5 separate regions of the Mus musculus genome follow, and regions 1, 2, 3 and 5 are each linked to region 4. A link is a contact called in public Hi-C, HiChIP or PLAC-seq and Micro-C data. All regions are on one chromosome and are shown on one strand. The core of a region is the stretch at or near the end of the contact, and the rest is flanking DNA. Distances in the headings are between cores, read along the strand shown.

Region 1 (3,801 bases), core at 871-3,370, 240 kb after region 4:
TAATCACTTGATGCTATTTAAATCTGTTTGTAAGTAGAAAATCCAGCCTGGTTCTCTTTCATCTGATAATTCCCATGAGTGTCCTTTCTCTAGAATTGGAGAGGACACTAACATTACAAATACTGCAAATGGAGTTTTTTCTTTGAGCAGAGAGTAACCATTCTGAACATGTTTGCCAGAAAGCTTTAAATATTTCAATTTCGCACACTGATTTTATTCTTAAATTATATGATTTTAACAAAATATTATGGTTTGGTTTATTATATTAGGTTATTGTTCAGAACTAGACAACTCACACTTTGAATGCATTCAAATGAAATGGAGCATTTTATTTAAAATTCTCTATACTACCTGTATTTGTTAAAATGCATGGCTTCATATAATTTATAAAAACTTAAAAAATTAATGCTTTGAGCATCTTGCCACTTGGAAAAAAAGTTAATTGGTGACTGTGAAGAAACTGAAACTAGAAATAACTTTGTCCTATAACCAGAAGTCCAGGAATGCAGTTGTAGCTGGCTAGGCCAGCTGTCTCAAGCTCCTTTCTTATGTCCCCCACCATCCTCAGCACAGGACTGCTAGCTTATAGCTAACAGGATAATGAGGGCTTCCCACATCCTCCTTACATTGCCCATAGCGCACTTGCATGAGTTCCTGGAAGATTTTAGGATTTGGTCCTGAAGCTCAACCCTGCTGCACATTGATTTGACTCCTTCCTTCCTTCCTTCCTTCCTTCCTTCCTTCCTTCCTTCCTTCCTTCCTTCCTTCCTTCCTTCATTTACTCTCTGTATAGCACAGCAGCTAAAGCACAGAAAGTGCACACCTCCTCTCATAAAACTTACAAACTTAGGAAATGCATCTTTCTAAGCCTTGAGTACTGTATTACAACTTTACTTAGAAGGCCTTTGAATTTGATTCCATTTATAGCCATGTAGTTACTTGATCTTTTTACCTGCTTTCTAGTTTTGATCTAGAAGAATATGGGGACATTCATGTTTTACTTCTGTCTTAGGGTTTTCATTGCTGTGAAGAGACATCATGACTCAGGCTACTCTTATAAAGGACAACATTTAGTTAGGACTGGCTTACAGGTTCTGAGGTTTAGTTTATTACCATCATGGAGGGACGCATGGCAGTATTCAAGCAAACATGGTGCTGGAGGAGCTGAGAGTTCTACATCATATTCCGAAGACAAACAGAAGATTGAATCTCTCAGATAGCTAGGAGAGGGTTCTCAAAGCCCATCCCCATAGGGACACACTTTCTCCAAGAAGGCCAACCTACTCCAAGGACACACCTCCTAACAGTGCCACTCCCTGGGCCAAATCTATTCAAACTATCATAAGGATTGTCTGGCAAGCTGTTAATTATAAATTCAATTAATAATAAAGATTAAGAATTCATTTTAAGTGTCCTATTATACTCATTGCTTAAAAGTGAGCATACGTTTTGAAAAAAGAGTAGAAATTCATCTCTAGTCTCAAGTCATACCTAAATGATATAAAATCTTATTATTAGAGGCAGCTCAATTAGCAAATTTGATTGAGATGATTGAGTTAATGCAAAGTTCGAACATAATTCTGACTTATGTTAATTAATTACTATTAGGAAATTTCACACATGTAAATTGCTTCAGACAAAAAAAAAGTTCTGGAATTTTTTTGGTGTCTCAGAGGGAGGGTTACTTTTAAAGTTCCTCTGTATGTTAAAGGATGATCAAATAAAATAAAGCTCACAAGATGATTTCAGCTGCAGATAGAGACGTTATTTTCTTTCACAACTGAGCTTAGTGTTTCTAGATCACGCGGTGAGCCACTGTGAGGAAACACTGTAATCTGACTGTTTGCCTGGGAGAAGTGCGGCTGTTCACAGTCAACCTGTTCTCAGTTGCACGGTCTTAATTTTCAGTTGTCTTGGATTTTCATGTTCTCAGATGCTTCCTCCTATGTAGATTATGTCATTTTAATTTTCATGAATCCTGTTATTATTGCTATTGTTAGATTTTAAATGCCACCCTTTGTGACTCTGGCATTTCATAGCCCCGGTAGTTCTGTGTGGAATGCTGTTCTCAGCGTTCCAGGCTCTCTCCTTTGTCTTTTTTCTTCTCTAGGAACTTCATCTGACTTGCCCTTTGTGGGAAAGCGTGCTCCTTCACTGGCTTCCCAAGATGCTGCCCTTTCTTGAGCCACGACTGACACGCTGTTGTGATTGTTTGCACGTCTGTTTCCGTAATGAAACAATGAATTGAAAAAAATCCTCTGTTCATTGTTTGATGCTAGGCTAATGGGCACTAGTTAACATATTAATATAATGTACAAGTTCTATGGATTTTTCCTTACTCAAAAAAAAAGGCAATTAATTATGTGGAGTATTTCTCCTCCAGTTAGAACATGCAGAGCTGTCCATTAGTGGCAACCTGCTCTCCCTGAAGTTAGCGTAGCCATCACTTAGAGATGCTGGACTGCATGGTACAGAAGGCTTGACTTTTCAGCTGCTCGTGAACTTTATTTATTGTCTCTTTGGGATAGCTCATATTTCACGTGGTTTTAAAGACCCTTTTAAGAACTCAAGGCAAAAAGGTCACATTTGAAGATTTGGAATTCTTTTAAACAGCATTTTATAATTTATTTGTGGACGGGGGATTCCCTTGGCACAGCACATCTGTAGAGGTCTGACGAAAACATGAGGGAGTCACTGATCTCCTTCAACCATGTGAGTCCCAGGAATCAAATCAAGTCCATAAACTTGCACTAAGTGCCTTCTCCGAGGTACCTCTCTCTACCAAGACCTAGAATTTTTGTTTTAGTTTACAATTGTTATCATAATTTTGATGGAGTTTCCTTAATCAAGTTTCTAGAATGCTATTATGGCTTTAAACAATGATGGCCTAAAAACTTTAAAGTGCATTTTATAACAGAAAAATAGGGAGCACTCTGTATTTTTCAATATTCCTTCTATATATTCAGACAACCATTACATGAAATTATTCAGACAATATGTCACAACCGTACTGAACTGTTCAACTTTTTATGCAGAGTATTACGTAGATCACTCTAGCCTTGAACTCTATGTACATAAGGCTGGCCTTAAGCTTCCCGACCCTTTTCTATCTCTTGAGTTTTGAGATTACAAATGTGTGCCATCATGCCTGGCTCTTGTTATTCCTAGGATATTCAGTATAGTGACAATTTACATCATATGAAGCATTATACTATATGTAAATGGGAGAATATAAGTAAGTTAAATTCAAATATTTCATTGTCATGATAAATGACTTGGGTTTCCATGGATGCCCAAGAAGAAACCTGAACAAATCCTACACTAATACCAAGGTACAGCTACACTGAATGTATTTATGGGTTATATTGTGATCTGATATGTGAATGCATAGGAATGATACAGAATGGGTAACCTGGCATGTATGGCTGGAAGTCAGCCTTATTACGTATAGACACTTACTGTTTGTTCAGATGTACTAACAGAGGTGGCACAAACATGCTTTTTCAATTTTTAGAATAGTTCTTCTAAAATCAGCAAAGTCCATCGCAGGTTATATTTTTATTGACAAAGAATTTCCTTTGTAAAGTTATGTTTTCTTCATAGCGGTCTATAAGGTGGACAGGCATTCAAAGGCACTTTATTTTAAAAGCTATGTATTGCAGTTACATACTCTGCAAAGCTGGTTGTGATTTCTCTTTTCTTTCCTGGGGAGGCAGCCTCTCCTTTTCCTGAGAAGATATTTACCAACATCTGCTTTGGTAAATATTTAATGGCAATTGGGGGTTTCTACCCTGCCTGTGA
Region 2 (3,704 bases), core at 266-2,765, 210 kb after region 4:
TGAAGCCAAGAGTTATTTGTGCCTCCTCTCTTCCGTTGTCAGTACATGCCCATTCCACCTGTAATTCCTTCATGCTGTGTCTTCAGTAATATCTCCAGCCTCTGACCGTGTTGTACCTCCTCCACTCTTATGTCCATAGGCACAGCTGTCGTCATCCTTCACGAGACCAGTGGTTCTCAACCTTCCTCAGGCTGCAACCCTTTAATGCTGTTCTTCGTGTTGTGGTGACAACCAACCCCCCCCCCCCAAACCACAGAATTATTTTTGTTGCTACTTCATGACTGTAATCTTGCTACTGTTATGAATCGTAATGTAAATATCTGATATGCTGGATATCTGATACGTGACCACCCCTCTGGGGTGGGGCTGGGGGTTGCGACCCACAGGTTCAGAACCATTACACTAGCGTATTACTAAAAGATTCCTACCTGAATTGCTCCCCTGTGTTTACTGGATCATTCATTATGCCTTGTATTTTTTTATTTTATGCCAGATATGGTGTATTTTATAGCACAAATGGAGAGTTCTCTGTGAGACATTTTGTTCATTGAGATAATACTTTCATTTTATATATAATGTGTGCTAGAGTCTTAGGCCCCCAGAGGTGTCAACTTCCTCTAGTGTACTTTGCATTTTGTCTCCCTGTCTTCAGGACTCCCTAAAGACTCAGACTTTATTTTGTTCATGTTAATATTTTGGTATAATCTAATGCAACACTGGGTGCTTTTATATATCTCAGAAGGTGTTATGTTATCTTATGATTGACTCTCAGCTTTTATTACCATTATCTTTTCTCTCTTCTTTTCCCCTGTCCCACTTCCTGTTGAGACAGGGACACTGGAAGGGACTCAAGCCACCAGATGTTCTCTTGCATCTGGACAGGCTGTGGCCTCTTCCTTTCTACAAGAAAGCAGACCTTTGCACAGCAGATGCTGTGTGTAAATTCCCGATTTAGTCTTCTTTGCTTTAGTTAGGGTTTCTGGTGCGGGGATGACCAAAAGGAACTTGGAGATGAAAGAGTTTATTTCGTCTCACAAATCCAAGTCACAGTCCATCACGGAGGGGAGTCATGGCAGGAACTTGGAGGCAGAAGCTGATACAGAGGCCATGGAGAAATGCTGCTTGCTGGTTTGCACTCCAGTGGCTTCCTCAGCCTGCTTTCTTACTTACCCAAGACTACCTTCCCAGGAGTGGAACTACTACTCACAATGGGCCAGGACTACCTACATCAATCACTGATTAAGAAAATGCACAGAAGGCTTGACAGAGGGCATTTTCTCAGCTGAGATTCCTCTTCCCAAATGACTCCAGGTTGAGTCAAGTTAACACAGCACACCCTTCTATTATGTTACCTGAGCCACGAGAGCGTGAGATCTAAGCCAACTGAGCAGAATTGCCAGGCGCCTCCTTGGTGTAATTTGCTGACCCTCAAGGCTTCTGCTCTGGAGCAGCTCACCTCTGAGGCTCTCTCTGGCTTTGCCTGTTTCTGCAAGTTTCCAGGAAGTGTTTCAGCTTGGTATTTCCGAGTCTCGGTTTGCATCAGTTTTCCTGTTGTCGGGACAAAGGAGATCATTACTGTCTGAGCTGACATGCTGATTCCTTTATAGTAGCTTACACTTAACCACCATCCCAGTGACCCTATGGAAATATGTCAGGACCCACAAGGCACTCCATACACCACGGCTTTCTACTCATTTCTCTTTCCTTTACAAGCAAAACCACAGAATCTCAGAGAAGATGCGTATATCTAGCTCCTTTGCCTTCCTGTGCTCAGTTCCAGCCCTGCAAGCTGCTCTGATGCCTTCTATTTGGCTGATAAACTCTGACCCCTGTGTCTCTGTCGTTGCTTTTGTGTGGAGTGTGTTTTCTCAGATATCCCCAGTGTGTTGCACTGCATCTTCCTCTGCATCTTCCTTGGGTCTCACATGAAGGTGCCACTGTCAGTAAGATGCTTGATGTGGACTTATCAAGCCCCATTGAAGATGACAGCCATGCCTCTTTACGCAGCATCCCCTATCTTCCGCTTTCTTCCTGTTTCTCATGGCATTCACAATGATGTTGCTCACTGTCTGTGTATTATCTGTGTAGACTGTAAGATGGGATGGAAGAAACTTGGGGGCTTTTGCACTTGAAAATTCAACATGGTAGGAGAATGCCTGAGGGAGTGAAGTGCTTGCTTCATAAGTGTAAGGACATGAGTGTCATTCCCAGAACCCATGTCACAGCAGCTAGGCATGGTAACGAATGCATTGTGATCCCTGTAATGGGACACAGAGACAGGAAGATCCCTGAAGCATGCTTGCCAGAGAGTATAGCTTAATGATCGATTCTATCCTAAAGATGGTTTCGAGTGCTCCTGAGGATGATATATGGTGTTAAGCTCAATCTTCCATAAGCATGCTACATGAATGTACTCCTTCCACATAAGCATGTACATTCACGTATGCACACAAGGCATAAATACCATTTATACAATAAAGACCATGCCTACTAGAGAGAAAGCTTTTGATAAAGGACACTTGAAAGGTAAATATGGTAGTCATTCTTCTTGAGTTTTATATTCAGTTTAGAGGCAGAATGCTCAAGCAGGCAATAAGGAAATGTAAACTTTTTCTCTTTGGGTGAGAGAGATACCGAGAAGGATACTTTATAAAATGATTGGTAGGACTGGGAATGGAGGTCATTTGTATTTCAGGACTGTCAAATGGGCTTCCATTTTGAAATGAACAAAAGTCTTTCAATTCTGGTTTCTTGCTGCCTTTTTTTTTCTTTTTTTTCTTTTTCCTATTTGTAAAGTGCTCCTAATTCTGACTTCAGTTACTTCCTCAGCAATTATGAGATGGAGAAGAATCTTATGAAAAAAAGCCTCCTGACAATTTGTCACATTACTTAAGTCTAGCAAAAGATTAGAAACCCTTTAAAGCCAGTATTTCAGAATAATTTCTGAGACTACACATTGAGGCTGTTTTCCTTCCTCCTTTGAAAGCTTTTGAAAATTTGCGAGTACTTCAGTCTGCCATGTGTTCTTACAGAATATGATTTTAAGCCTCATGAAGCATTATACTTTAAAACTGCTGCCTTTATCATGGCTCCTGCAGACAGCTGCCAGTCATTAGCTGATTGGATGCAAATGGGTGATGCATCTCCCAGTGACTGTGTGGCTAATTTATGCTTTAAATCTGCATGGGGGAGACACGATGCTGATTGAAACACTGTAAAATGACAAGTCCTGTCTCCGTCTGTGGTTGATAATATCAAAAACTCCTGGGCATGGTTGATAACTGTCTATTGGAGATTTCACAATGATTTTGCATTCCTGGGCTAAGCAGGGACAATTCTCTACGGTGGTTGTTGCAATGGACACGACATAACTGGATTTGAAAGATTTGTTTTTTATTTCATGCAGTACATTTTGTCAACCAATTGATATATATTTGCTCACAAAAAGCATTTTTAAAATTCACTCCAAAGCAGGTAAATGCATGATTTCTTCCTCTTTGGCCTCTGGCTGTTTCTGATGCTCTTTGTCCCCCTCACCTCCATCTGTGTGAAACTTGACAGCATTGTCATCTGCCACCTTGGCTCCCAGGGCTGTACAGTGTGTCTCTTCTTTCTCCTAGTTTATGGTCATTCTCTCTTATGAGTTTGGCCTCTCCAGACCCCTTCTTTGTTTCTTCTCTCTAGTATCTATAGCATCACCTGCT
Region 3 (3,606 bases), core at 911-3,410, 200 kb before region 4:
AAAAATGCATCAAGACACATAGCTTTAATCAACAGAAAATCACAGCTACATTCTGTTCGATGTGAAAAGCAACATTTTCTCAATAAGATGAGAAGCAAGATTTTTTTTCCTCCATACTTTTCGACATCATACTGTACCTACCGGCTCTCTCGGTCAGAGAAGAAAGGGGGTGAATGGTGTTTGATTGAGAAGAAAGAAGACTGTTCTTGTTCAAGATGGCGTGATAATGTTCATGGAAAAAATCCAAAGAAACAACAAGCAATTAAAATAATAAAATTAAATAAGGTAGGATATAGATTATATAGAGAAAATCATTTCCTCTACACCAACAATGAACAAGTTTGACGTAAATTAAGATACATCAGTATTTATGTGAGCATCCTCTCTTAAAGTGAAAGATACAGTTTTTCTAATAGAATTCAAAGGAAATGCCTCTCAAGTACAAAACTAGAAATAAGTTAAGTGTACAGAGAGTCTGTGTTCATGGGTAGGAAAATTCCCTGTTCTCAAGTGTCAGTGCGCCCCAACTTGAGACAATGTTTCAGTACATCTCAGTCAGTATTTCAAAAAGGTTTTCTGTAGACGTAGAAACTGTTTCTAAGTCTTTTGTAGAAAAGAATCAAAAAGAGCTAACAATACTAACTGAAAAGAAAGCTTACAAATTGTTACTAGGTAGCTTTAAGATTTAGTGTAAAGACAAGTAGATATTTGTAGAGTAATAGATAAATGGGTCCAGGAACAGAACTGAGAGCCCAGAAGTAGACCCATCCAAATGCAGCCAAGTGGACTTTAGTAAGGAGACAAAGACAATGGAGTAGAGCGAAAAACCTCTTCACCACATGCTGTTCAGACAACAGGGCAGACACAGTAGATAGATGACTCTAGAAACAAACTTTACATCTTTCCCAAACTCGAAATGAGTCACATATAGAAATGTAAAATATAGGTCTATAGGTCTATAACACTTACAGAAGAAGCAAAATCATAATTCATGAAGTTACCTAAACCTCTGAAACGCATACTTCTGAGACTGGATCCCAATATAAAGTACAGTCCTGGGCAGCAGTGGTGTACAGTCTCTCTATAGCCAATGCAGTGTTCTTGTGACACTGATGGGGCGTCTGCTTGTGTGCTGTCAGGGCACATTACAGGTGCTCTGAACTTTCCTAAAAGAAATAGCTTAAGAAAAAATTACTCATGGTAGCTGCTTCAATTATTCAAAATACATCTAGGAGGAGTCTCAGGAAAAGGCAAGTATCACTGACTAAAAAGACTGTAGTAAATGATTTCTTGCTTTTACTTAACTAATAGAGATGTTAATAATGGCCTATTGGTTTTCTCGTATAATCACAGGGCCCATTTTATTTTGTTTTGTGTTTTAAATAGAAGTGATTTAAAGGAAAACAAAAGTATGACCTGGAGTACACTGAGAACGAGGAAAACCAGCAAACATCTTAGGGTCTGAAACAATGGGGTATAGGAACGGAAGCAAACCTATAAGAATGGATTTGGGGGTGGGTTACTGTCTTGATTTTAAGCAAAAGAGATTTTTAAAAATAGTGCTTTCTAGGTCTTTGTTTGGAACAGGAAAAGTGATAAAACCAAAATTACATTTCTGATATAAAATACAAATATTTCATTTTGCGTGCATACTATGAAATAGGAGTATTAATTAAAAATTTCACCACAACCAATAGATATTTGTATGTAGCATTATTTCAAGAAATCCTAAATGCTATATAGAATTTTAATTTTTAAATATACCAAAAGACTTAAAAGAGCTTTGACTAGATCCATAATTGTTTTATTAATGACCTTTCTGTGTAATTCCATGGGTGGCAAATGTACTGCTGTGCACTTAACAGTGTAGGTAAGCGAATTACTTACTACACCCGTTTAAATTGGAGTCACAAGAAATTATACTAAACATGAAAGGAAACCGAAAATTCCGAGACATCTCCTTTCAAAGGACACCGAGGCTAAATGTGCTGGATTTACACTGGCTCTCACAAAGCATGAAGAGTTTCTCCACGAGTCTGCAGTCAGTTGTGAAAGCCAAGTGGACTTAGCTCTCAGGGCCTTCTTCAACCTCTGCACCACCGGCCTGTGGATCTGAATTTGTAGTGAGAAGCAGCTCCGTGTACTCCCAGCACCTCTGGCCTCTGGCCACTAGATGTCAGCAGGAGAACGATTCTAAACAACCTGGCATTTGCCAGAATTGCCCCTGTTGAGAGTCACTAATTTTGAGCTTTTTTTTTTTCCTTTTATGATTCTCTCAGCAGCAACCTAACAGTCACGTTATGTTTCTATGTTTTAAACTGCAGTTTACCATCACCAAGTTTGGGAAAGGAAAGTCAGGCACACTGCAGACTGTTGAACATGGTTATCTTTGAAGACTTTTTATTCAAAATGATTCCTTCTTAGCTCCTTCATCTTGAATAGTTGTAATAACCTTGGAGTGATGTTTATTGGCCCTTTTCATAAAGTATGCACTATTTTTAAAGCACATTTACCATTCTCCAAGCAAGTTAATTCTAAATATGTACCTCTGAAACAGTCAACTGTGACACAATATCAAGTACCTGTGGCAGGTTTACAGGATTCTCTTCTTGTTGGAGGCTGAATAGTATTTCAGTGTGTGTGTGTGTGTGTGTGTGTGTGTGTGTGTGTGTGTGACATGCACACAAATACCAGGGTAGTTTTTTTAATCCATTAATCTGTCAGTGAAAGAGTAGATGGTTATTACATCTTGGCTCTCATGAATAATGCTCCAATGGATACTGCAGCATAGATATTCTTCCAAGGTGGTGATTTCATTTCCTTTGGATATGTGCCCAGAAGGAATATGGAGTCTCAAAGCTTAATAATTAAAACCCAAATATGAAAGAAGAGAAGGAGGAGCAATCCCCCGTAGCTTACCTTTCATTTTTAAAACAAATCAAAACATCTATTTTACTTCCCCTAAGATTCACATTCCCAAGAAATACCTGTCTACATAATTGTATGATTTCTAAAAGTCATATGTATGTTAATTCAATCCTCTCTTGTTTCTACAAAGAAATACAGTGTCAATAATCTTTTGAGAAACAGTATGGTAAGTTTCTTACACCATGGTCACATGAGCCTCTTTGCCACTGGCTTTATCTGTCCATGCTTGCTTGAGAGGATTTATGAAATTAACCCTTTGATGATAGTGGTGTTCTTGCGTCAGTCAGAGGCAGAGTAGATGGCAGTCCTTTGTTCATCCTAGCTTGATGCCTGGCTTGGTGGACAAAGCTATCTTATGCCTACAACTCATAAAAATCAAATCAAAGCTGGTCAGCGATGCACTGGAGGACCAAGACAGACAGGAAGTCATCTGAACAGCACAAAAGAGCTGACCCTGGTTTGGGGGGGGGGGCTGGGGGGGCGCAGGTGAACCAGCCTCAAGGGCTAGAATTGGCCCTGCCACTCTTCAGTCATGAGGGCTGTGGGTACAGGTGTGATGCCTCAGCTTCCTTGACTCTTCCCAAACATGGCAGTCCAGGGGTTGGCCCCAGGCCACGTGAGTGAGAGAGCAGGTCCTGCACCTCCTGGACAGCGCAATAAAGCTAATCCTGGTGTAGG
Region 4 (4,125 bases), core at 928-3,427:
GAAGGAAGTGATAAAGGATGATGGGAAAGAGGGGTGTGTATGTGTGTGTGTGTGTGTGTGTGTGTGTGTGTGTGTGTGTGTGTGTGTGCTTTATAAAATACAAGAAAGAATTTTTGAAGAAATACCATTTGAAAGATAGTGGAAAGTAGCCAAAGAAATGTCTGGGGAGAAAACAGTTCCAGGTACGAGAGAAAAGAAGGTTCCAGAGAAGGCATACACAGATGAACACATTGAGAAGAGGGGGAGGACCATATGAGCCAGACTAAGAGAGTTTTATTCTATGTGCACTACACACGCTTAAGTGGAGTGATTGAACTTAAAGCTGCTTGTCTGGAGCCTCAAGTAAATGCTTGGAGCAGGGGCGGTAGGTGTAGAAGCAAGACCATTTACAAGGCCATCAGATTAGTTTGTGCAGGAGATACTAACGCTCTGTGGATGTGATGGGTGTATTTTGGTGATGGCTCGGACTAAGAGTGGAACAGTGTGGGTGTAATGGTATGTATTTTAGAGAGGAATGTCTAAGTATTAGTTAAGAAGTAAAAGGATGACGTTGGAAATCATAACAGCTAACTTATTGCACTTACCAGTCCCCCTCTGGATGCTTTATTTACATGGAAACTCACCCAACCAAAGTAGTATTTATAAGTGAGGGGTGAAGGAGGTGATTGGCCCCAACTTACTCAAATAATTAATAGCTGAGTTGATACTCAAATCTAGGTATCTGACTTAAGTATTTATTCTTCCCCCAGTGCCCCAGGATCCAATATCAATACATAAGCTCAGAAGAAGGTCAGAGAGGATCCGAATGGAGCAACTGGTATGATTTTTAAAAAAACTTTAAAAAATACATTATACCGGGGAGCACTGAAGAACAAGAATCACCATCTTCAATATATTATTTGAGAACTTCCTACGTGCTCATAATATTTTGATCAAATCACAATTTGCCTGTTGGAGGTTGAACACACATTTGTCAGTTTCCAAACGATTTCTTTGTGAAGTCAGACATCCTTATTCTGCAGGCGTTCAAACTTTTCAGATCGCTGCCACATACCCAGGGAGTCCACTTTCCTTATTATCTTTGAAGAGCTTGCTGGTTAGGTGCAAAAGGGGAAGTTGGAAGTCAGCCCTGCAAGGACGTGTTTTCTGTGCCCTGTAGCTTCCCCACAGCAGGGGGCGCTGCAGTCGTGTTCATCATAGTCCAAGGGAGCGACCAGGGCAGTCAGAAAGGGAACCAGGCAGGAAGGGGGTGTGGCAGACAGCTCTCGGATCTCTTTGGTCATGCAACTTTAGTACCCAGCGCTCCTTCTGCCCAGACCATTCTTCTGCACCGTATTTCATCATGTTGGATGCCTTCCATCCAGTCTTGCATCCGGGCGGAAAGGAAAGGGCATTAGCTTTCCGCTCTGCTGGGTTTAAGGATGCCGTTGTAGAGGGTTGCATTAGCGTGGTCTCTTCTATAGTCTCAGAGTCAGCTTGACAGTCCTGAACCACTAAAGACACCCATCCCCACGCAATTTCTGAGGAACGCGTGGGTGTTTCTTACCTTCTTGCCTCTCCTCTTTCATTTCCTGGATCCCTTTTCATGATCTTACTGCGGGGCACGCGTCTTTCCACTAATATTAATGTCGACCGTCACGGCGTGGCCTCGGAAAACTCTCTCCTAAACGCTGCTTCCCTGGCTCTTCAACAGGCCCTTCCATCCCAATTCAGCTCACGCATCGCGCGCGCGCGGGGCAATAGATCCTTAGTGTCAACCGAGGTTGCCAGCGCTCTGCAAACCTGTTCTACCTCTCCGCGTCCCGAGAAGTCTCTCCAGCTGACCAGTCTTTTGCCTGACAGCTCTTGGCACTAGACGTTTGGCTTGCGATCTAGAGCGTGCAAAGCGCCTCCCCGCAGCACTGGGCAAACCATTGACTCCTCCTGTCGCCTCTCTCCTCCATCTCCCAGAGCCCAGGGCACACTCTAGCTATCGTTTTGGGCAATCTTCCAAAAGTCATCTTTGTCCTGGGCTTTGGGGGAGGCTTTCCAGAGTCAAAAAGAAGGTGAAGGAAGATGAAGAAGAGAGTGGGGCCAGAGTACCAGGCTGGAGCAGCTAGAAGAGTGGGCGGAGCCTCCAGCCAGTGGGGGTAGACAGGGAGGAGTCTGCGGGGAGGATCTGGGTGGAGAAAGGGGCCGGGCTAGCTTAGGGTGGTGGGCTGGCCACGCAGGCGCGTGGGGCCGCGACGAGAACCCCACGCGGGAGCTTTTGGAGTCCCCAGTCGCCGCTTCTCACTTCACTGGAGAGGGGTCCGGGAGGGAACCAATAAAGAGTGAATGTGCCGCAGCCGCGGTGGCGGCCGAGTTGCTGCGAACGGCCCCGGAGTCGTGCGCCCGGGAGGCGGCGAAGGGAGGCGGTTCGCCTCGTCCCTCCCACCCGCCCCTTTCTCTCTCGGTCTCTCTCTCTGTCTCTCCTTTCCTCCCGCTGGTCCCAGATCCTCGCTCTGTCCAGCCCTTTGGTCCCCCCTCTTGCACTCTTCTATCTCCGCAGTCCTTTACCTTAGGGCGTCCCAAAGTGCCATGGGTTAGGGTGGGGACCGCGAGCCGCGGGAAAAGGACAAGCCCCGATTCTCCGCCGGGGGGCGTGAAGCCGATCGCCGCTTGCCTCTCGCGGTTGTCGGGTATGGGGAGAGCGGTGTGAGCCCGCAACCCCCGGAGCACGCAGGAACAGCGGAGCCCGGCGCCCCGAGGAGGAGCCCGGGATCGGAAGAAGGAGAGGAGGGAGGACGAGGAGGCGGGCGGGGAAGCCGGGGAAAAGTGCAGCCAAGGAGGAGAAGGCGGCGGAAGGTGGGGATTGATGCTTCTGTTTTTTGTTGCCGCTGCTGCGCTCGCGCTGGGAGCCAAGCCGGAGGGAAGGCGGTGGAGAGATGATTGCAGAGTTGGTGAGCAGCGCTCTGGGGCTCGCCTTGTATCTCAACACCCTGAGTGCTGATTTCTGCTACGATGACAGGTAAGTGGGTGAGAGAAAGGGGCAATGGCTGCGGTGCGACGGGGGTGGGGTGGGGGCTCCTCGGTGGCTCTGGTACTGCTTGCTGTCAGGCTGAAGCGCGTCTTGGGGGCGGGGTTGGGGGGACAGGTATCTGCACCTGAAGGTTTAGGCGACACGGAAACCGTAACACCTAAAGCAAACAGCCGGGACGGACGCAGGCGCGCTGGGCGGGCCGAACGAGTTTCCGCTCCTACTTTGCAGCAGGTTCTTGCTTGCTTCTTGCTGGTTGGCAGGCGCTTAAGTTTCTTTGCGGAAATCCAGGCAATTTGGAAGACTGTTTAATGAACCCACGTTAAACAAACAACCAGCCAAAGTAAAAATTCCAATAACAATCCTTGGTATACCTTGGTGCAAAAAAAAAAAAAAAAAAAAAAAAAAAAAAAAGAAAGAAAGAAAGAAAGAAAGAAAGAAAAAGCATATTAAGCGATTTTACGTGTGGGCTGGAAGGAAGCACCTCTGCACCCCTAGAAGATCCTCCCCGTGTGGTTTCCTTTTATTGATAGGACACTGATTTCTCGAAGTTAAACGCACATATGACAGTTGCCAAATAGAGGAAAGAGCGCGCGTACTCTGAGTCAACTTTCTCTTTGACGTGTATGATAGTAAACTTTGAGCTGTATCTCGCTGCTGGTTGTATCTCTCGCTCCCCCAACCTTGCTCACGCATCATGGGGAATTCCTTTATAAAAACGTGGGCTTTCAGTTCTGTTTGGGCGTTTTGCATGAGACATTAGTGATTCGCTGGTGCTAATTGCAGAAGAAGACGCCCTGGAGACAGAAGTTGTCTTCTGTATTTGGGTTAGTTTGGGTGGCTAATGAGACCCGGATTGTGTTGTCAAAGAAACTGCATTGATGCTTGGAAAAATATCACCCTTGTGCTGATGTCTCTACCTATTTTTAAAATATATTGTTAGTGTTTAGAAACTGATGAAAAGCTCCAATAGCCATTAGGGACAACTCCCAATTTGTGCCTTTCCGGTGACTTAATCTGATTACAATTAAAACAGATGCATAATTAAAATATATTGGGGAGAACGGCATGCCTGGCTAAACTTATTAACCATCCTGGAGTGTTTCATGCTCCATTGAAATTAAACC
Region 5 (3,909 bases), core at 1,176-3,675, 180 kb before region 4:
CATTTGACTGGCATGGGATTCTGTAGACCCCAGTAAACACACACACACACACACACACACACACACATAAGAGCATATGTAGGAGAGAACAAATTCTCAAAAGTCGGTTCTCTCCTTTCAGCATATGGCATTGAAATGAGGTCACCAGATTTGGCAGCAAGCATCTTTGCCCACTGAGGCACCTCTCTGGTATCACAGTTACTTTTTATATCAACTTAGGTTTCATATCCATGCTACCATGTTTTGAAAAACCGAAAGCAAAGACGTTATATTTTTTTTATTTTTTTATTGGTTTTTTCTTCTTTTTTAATTTACATTTCAAATTTATTACATTTCAAATTTATTACATTTCAAATTTACATTTCCTGGTTTCCCCTCCAAAAACTCCCTACCTCTCTCCCTCCCCCGGTCACCAACCCACCCACTCCCACTTCCTGGCCCTGGCATTCCCTTATACGGTGGCACAGAACAACCTTCACAGGACCAATCAGTTACAACTTGTAAAAGCGACTTTGTGCCTACCCCAGACAAGACTGTGTTTTCCAAATGTGTTATGATTTCATCCTCTACAACCAAACTTGTTCTTGTCCCCACTTCCTCTAGGATCCAGTCCTCTATTTTATATGGCATTTGATTTAGGGCTCCTCCCTGCAAAACGGTGTCCAAACCTGAGGCTCTTCAAATGCTGTATCTAGAAAGTATCTCAATATAGCCCGTGTGCAGTCTTCCCTGCCGTTTGAACCACTTCTAGATTACATACAAGACCCAATCCAGTGGAAACCCTGTGCAGGTAGGTGTCATGCTGTGTTGTAGGGACAATGCCAACCAAGGGCATTGTACAAGTTCTTTGCAGACCTGTTCATTCTGCTTCCAGATTGTGCTTAATCTGCAGTGGGTCAAATATGCAGATTTCACATTTGATTTGGCTGCACAGTTCCTTTCCTCATAGTTGCTTATCTCAACTTGCTTTAAATTCACTTCTGCCCCTACCTCTCCTCAGATGCACCTACACCCTTTCGTTGCTCAGGCCAGAAATCTGGAAATACTTTTGCTTGTCTGGTTGTCACATCAGATCCCCATTTTTTTTTTTTTTGTCTTCCATACTGTAAACATCCTCAAGGTGGGGGAATTGTTATCAGGTAGTTTTTTAATATAATTTTTAAAACTTCTTATTGATTTTTTATATGAATTTTACATTATGTATGCAAATCCCACGCATCTTCTCATTGTAAAGGTCCAAAAATCCCTGAAAGAAGACCCCAGACTCAGATAGTATGAAAAAACAAAGAGCATTTATTCTGCACAAACAACCAGTTTGTAGGGGTCAATCATTCTTTGAAAATGGAGACCTCAGACAAAGGGGCTCAGGCCTTCTTATGGGGAACCAGGAGAACTCTCTAAAGGGATTAGGTAATTGAAAATGTCATTCCTGGGTGCTAGGAGGTCACAGGTGGTCAGAGGTCTACATTCGTGTAGATAGGCTGGCCAGTGCAGATGGCCCATTCTGAGATATTTCCCCATTTTTTGTGGTTATCCCCAGGCTGTTCTTTGGGAGGGGGTTTTATGACCTTGTTCTGGGTTTTATGGTCCATTCCTAGAGCTGATATCTCATGGCCTAGTTTCTGGGACTTAGCGTCTGTTCCTGTAGCTGGTGCCTTACGGTCTCTCCCCGCCCCCCCCCCCCAAATCAGGCCTGGTCCTTAAATGGAGACAAATGAGGTTTATATTATTTTTTCACCATATATGCCTTCCACCCTTATCTTCCCATGGAAGCTTTGGTGTGTCACCATGTGTCCCACAGTATATGCCCTTTTGCCAAAACAGCATTACCTGCAAATGTTCCTGTCTGGTTCGAGAACTCTGGCTTCTGCTATACCATCAATACTGAATCCTCACTGGGACACCTCTTGGATATCTTCTAGTTAGTTGCCTGGCAGCTGGCCAGCCTCTGCATGGCCAGAAATCTTAGAATCTTTTTGGTTTTGTTTTTGTTTGTTCCTTTTTGTTGTTTGTTTTTGTTTATTTGTTTGTTGTTTATTTTTTGACTCAATGTGTCTTCTCCCCCCCACCCCTGCTTAGGGATTAGATCTGGAGGGACAGAGGGAGAGGGAAAGCTGTCAATCAGTTTACCTGCTGCCCTTGGGGGCGTGGCCTGTGGGTTAGCAGGGTGAGCCTGCTGGACTTGGGGACTGAGAGAAAACCTTGAGTTGGGGAGGGGGAGTTAGGAGTGGAAGATCTGTGGGATCTACTACAGATAAAGTGCAGGTTCTACTGCACAGCTGGGGGTGAGACTAGGGTTCCCTGGCAGGAGTCAGGAGAAGAGAGTTTAATGATCGAAGTATCCATGCTCTCTTCCACTTTACCTCAGTGTAGCCTCCCTCAGCCCTGAAGCAGGCTGATCCAGACTTTGACCTTGCTGCCAAGGAAATTACCTAAGGTGGAGCCTTCCAACCTAGATGGCTCTTTTGTTCTGCCACCAGCCACTGCTCTCTCCAAGACCCTGCTACCTGCTGAGAAGCCCCTGAGACAATCTATTCTGCACATCACCTACAGGCTGGCTTCAGACACCAAGAAGGGACTGGCGGGGGATGAGCCTTCCCCTTTTATAAGTAAACTCTGTTAGTAAACTGGAGGGCCTTGAACGGAATCATGTCTTGGCTCCATTAATCTCTTGTTGTCTAAGTCTCTTTCAGCCCCAGCCTGCCTCCCTGGTGTACCCGGTTCAAGTAGGCCGCAGGCCGGCATACAACACCTCAGGAAGACAGAGCTCAAGATTAGAGCTATCAAAGGACCTCTTCTACTGTATCGAATGGTGTTGAGTGTGTTTTGTTAAACAAAAGCAGCGGACTCCAGAGAATCCAGGTGTGCTTTCACACGACCAACTGCTGCAACTGTTAGAAAGTTCCAGACACTAGAGAGCAGATTATACTACACTGGAGGCTTTTATTTTATTCATTTATGTTTGAGCCAGAACTGGCCTCAAACTTGCTGTGCTGTTGAGGATGACCTTAAACTCCTGAGGCCTCGGCCTTCCAAGTGCTGGGAAGATGGGTTCACATCCACAACTGTTCGGAAGAATACATTTTAATGTTTTGAAGTTCAAGTTTTTTTGTTTGGTTTTTTTGTTGTTGTTGTTGTTTTTGGGGGGGGTTGATTTTTTTTTCAGGGCTAGAATTTTGAATAGGAAACTAAACATTTATAAGAAAGAAATAGTTAATGTTGCTCTCACTAATAGCAAATGCTGTATAGGCTGCAGATAAAGAGATTTGAAATTCTTATTGAAAGTATGCTTCATTTAGTAGATGTGTAGCACAATTAGTATCTACCTTTATCACCAAAATTACTTGCTTCCTATTTTGGTTACAATATGTTGATTGCAAGTGCTCAGCAAAGAATTTGCTCTTCTTACTGACAGGCTAAACCTACTCCATCTTGGAATTGTCCTCTATCTTAAAAGAAAAGGGGGTGGGCCTGAAAATTTGACCTGCAGCTGAGCCCAAGCTACACCCAAGTACCAGGAAGAACCCCATGCCTTGTCCTTGACCAGAGTTACTCTCTAGCTACTTCCTAACAACAGTTAATCAAAGATTAGTCTGATGGCTTCAGAGGCACTTCCAGACTGCTTGTGATTATATAAGATCTTGCTTCAGAGCACTCACCTGTCAGTTTTCAATAGTCATTCAATTAGATGCTTGCCAGGATGGATAACCCCCACAGGCACACTTGCTTCCATTTTCTACAAAACTGTACCCAATGAGAGTTCAAGGCTGCTTCACCAAACTGTTCTGTGGGTCTGTGGTAAATAAGCCCAAACTCGAATTTGTAATAAAGACACCCTAATGTGAATACATTAGAACATCAGAAATGGCTCCTTGGTAGACTTTTGGGGTTCACAAACCCTTCCTGGCA

The links. A called contact is a pair of places that touch in the nucleus more often than the background predicts. HiChIP or PLAC-seq counts read pairs in DNA pulled down with a chosen protein or histone mark.
Region 1: a contact with region 4 is called in an H3K4me3 HiChIP or PLAC-seq map of neural tube, with 4 times the contacts expected there. The contact joins the enhancer-like site here to the promoter of Tmtc2 in region 4. A contact is called at or near these places in 5 of 39 promoter capture datasets (3T3-L1-derived adipocytes, embryonic stem cells, liver and 2 more), 4 of 484 Hi-C or Micro-C datasets (granulosa cells, immediate neuronal precursor, nephron progenitors and 1 more), 7 of 115 datasets of contacts at active chromatin or transcription factors (astrocytes, craniofacial prominence, embryonic limb bud and 4 more) and 4 of 9 other capture datasets (adipose tissue, embryonic stem cells, liver and 1 more).
Region 2: a Hi-C map of the G1E-ER4 cell line shows a contact between it and region 4, with 3 times the contacts expected there. The contact joins the enhancer-like site here to the promoter of Tmtc2 in region 4. A contact is called at or near these places in 2 of 39 promoter capture datasets (the 3T3-L1 cell line and liver), 14 of 484 Hi-C or Micro-C datasets (the C10 cell line, the G1E-ER4 cell line, the HPC-7 cell line and 6 more), 15 of 115 datasets of contacts at active chromatin or transcription factors (SST interneurons, bone marrow-derived dendritic cells, craniofacial prominence and 9 more) and 5 of 9 other capture datasets (adipose tissue, embryonic stem cells, liver and 2 more).
Region 3: an H3K4me3 HiChIP or PLAC-seq map of neural progenitor cells shows a contact between it and region 4, with 6 times the contacts expected there. The contact joins the enhancer-like site here to the promoter of Tmtc2 in region 4. A contact is called at or near these places in 1 of 39 promoter capture datasets (liver), 32 of 484 Hi-C or Micro-C datasets (B cells, the G1E-ER4 cell line, the N1E-115 cell line and 21 more), 11 of 115 datasets of contacts at active chromatin or transcription factors (astrocytes, bone marrow-derived dendritic cells, embryonic stem cells and 3 more) and 1 of 9 other capture datasets (pancreatic islet).
Region 5: a Micro-C map of embryonic stem cells shows a contact between it and region 4, with 3 times the contacts expected there. The contact joins the enhancer-like site here to the promoter of Tmtc2 in region 4. A contact is called at or near these places in 8 of 484 Hi-C or Micro-C datasets (B cells, embryonic fibroblasts, embryonic stem cells and 5 more), 5 of 115 datasets of contacts at active chromatin or transcription factors (embryonic stem cells, neural progenitor cells, neural tube and 1 more) and 1 of 9 other capture datasets (pancreatic islet).

What each region holds. Positions count from the first base shown.
Region 1 is chr10:105,329,205-105,333,005 of GRCm38.p6, reverse strand. All of the region lies in intron 4 of Tmtc2 (transmembrane and tetratricopeptide repeat containing 2), which reads left to right. Among named protein-coding and RNA genes, the nearest start is that of Gm46241, 130 kb to the left of the region's middle. Within about 2 kb of position 2,120, at least 7 of the 459 cell types and tissues checked have an H3K27ac peak or open chromatin away from gene starts, as enhancers often do. A contact at or near this core is called in neural tube, where this site is marked.
Region 2 is chr10:105,364,077-105,367,780 of GRCm38.p6, reverse strand. The region is part of intron 3 of Tmtc2 (transmembrane and tetratricopeptide repeat containing 2); the gene reads left to right. Among named protein-coding and RNA genes, the nearest start is that of Gm46241, 91 kb to the left of the region's middle. Within about 2 kb of position 1,515, at least 5 of the 459 cell types and tissues checked have an H3K27ac peak or open chromatin away from gene starts, as enhancers often do. A contact at or near this core is called in the G1E-ER4 cell line, where this site is marked.
Region 3 is chr10:105,773,140-105,776,745 of GRCm38.p6, reverse strand. All of the region lies in intron 9 of Mettl25 (methyltransferase like 25), which reads left to right. Among named protein-coding and RNA genes, the nearest start is that of Mettl25, 66 kb to the left of the region's middle. Within about 2 kb of position 2,160, at least 7 of the 459 cell types and tissues checked have an H3K27ac peak or open chromatin away from gene starts, as enhancers often do. A contact at or near this core is called in neural progenitor cells and stem cell-derived neural stem cells, where this site is marked.
Region 4 is chr10:105,572,531-105,576,655 of GRCm38.p6, reverse strand. Tmtc2 (transmembrane and tetratricopeptide repeat containing 2) reads left to right here and starts at 2,177. Exons shown (of 12, transcript NM_177368.4): 1 at 2,177-2,989. The coding sequence starts at 2,907. Gm15663 (predicted gene 15663) reads right to left here and starts at 2,105. Exons shown (of 3, transcript NR_038032.1): 1 at 969-2,105.
Region 5 is chr10:105,752,642-105,756,550 of GRCm38.p6, reverse strand. No RefSeq gene overlaps it. Among named protein-coding and RNA genes, the nearest start is that of Mettl25, 87 kb to the left of the region's middle. Within about 2 kb of position 2,425, at least 3 of the 459 cell types and tissues checked have an H3K27ac peak or open chromatin away from gene starts, as enhancers often do. A contact at or near this core is called in embryonic stem cells, where this site is marked.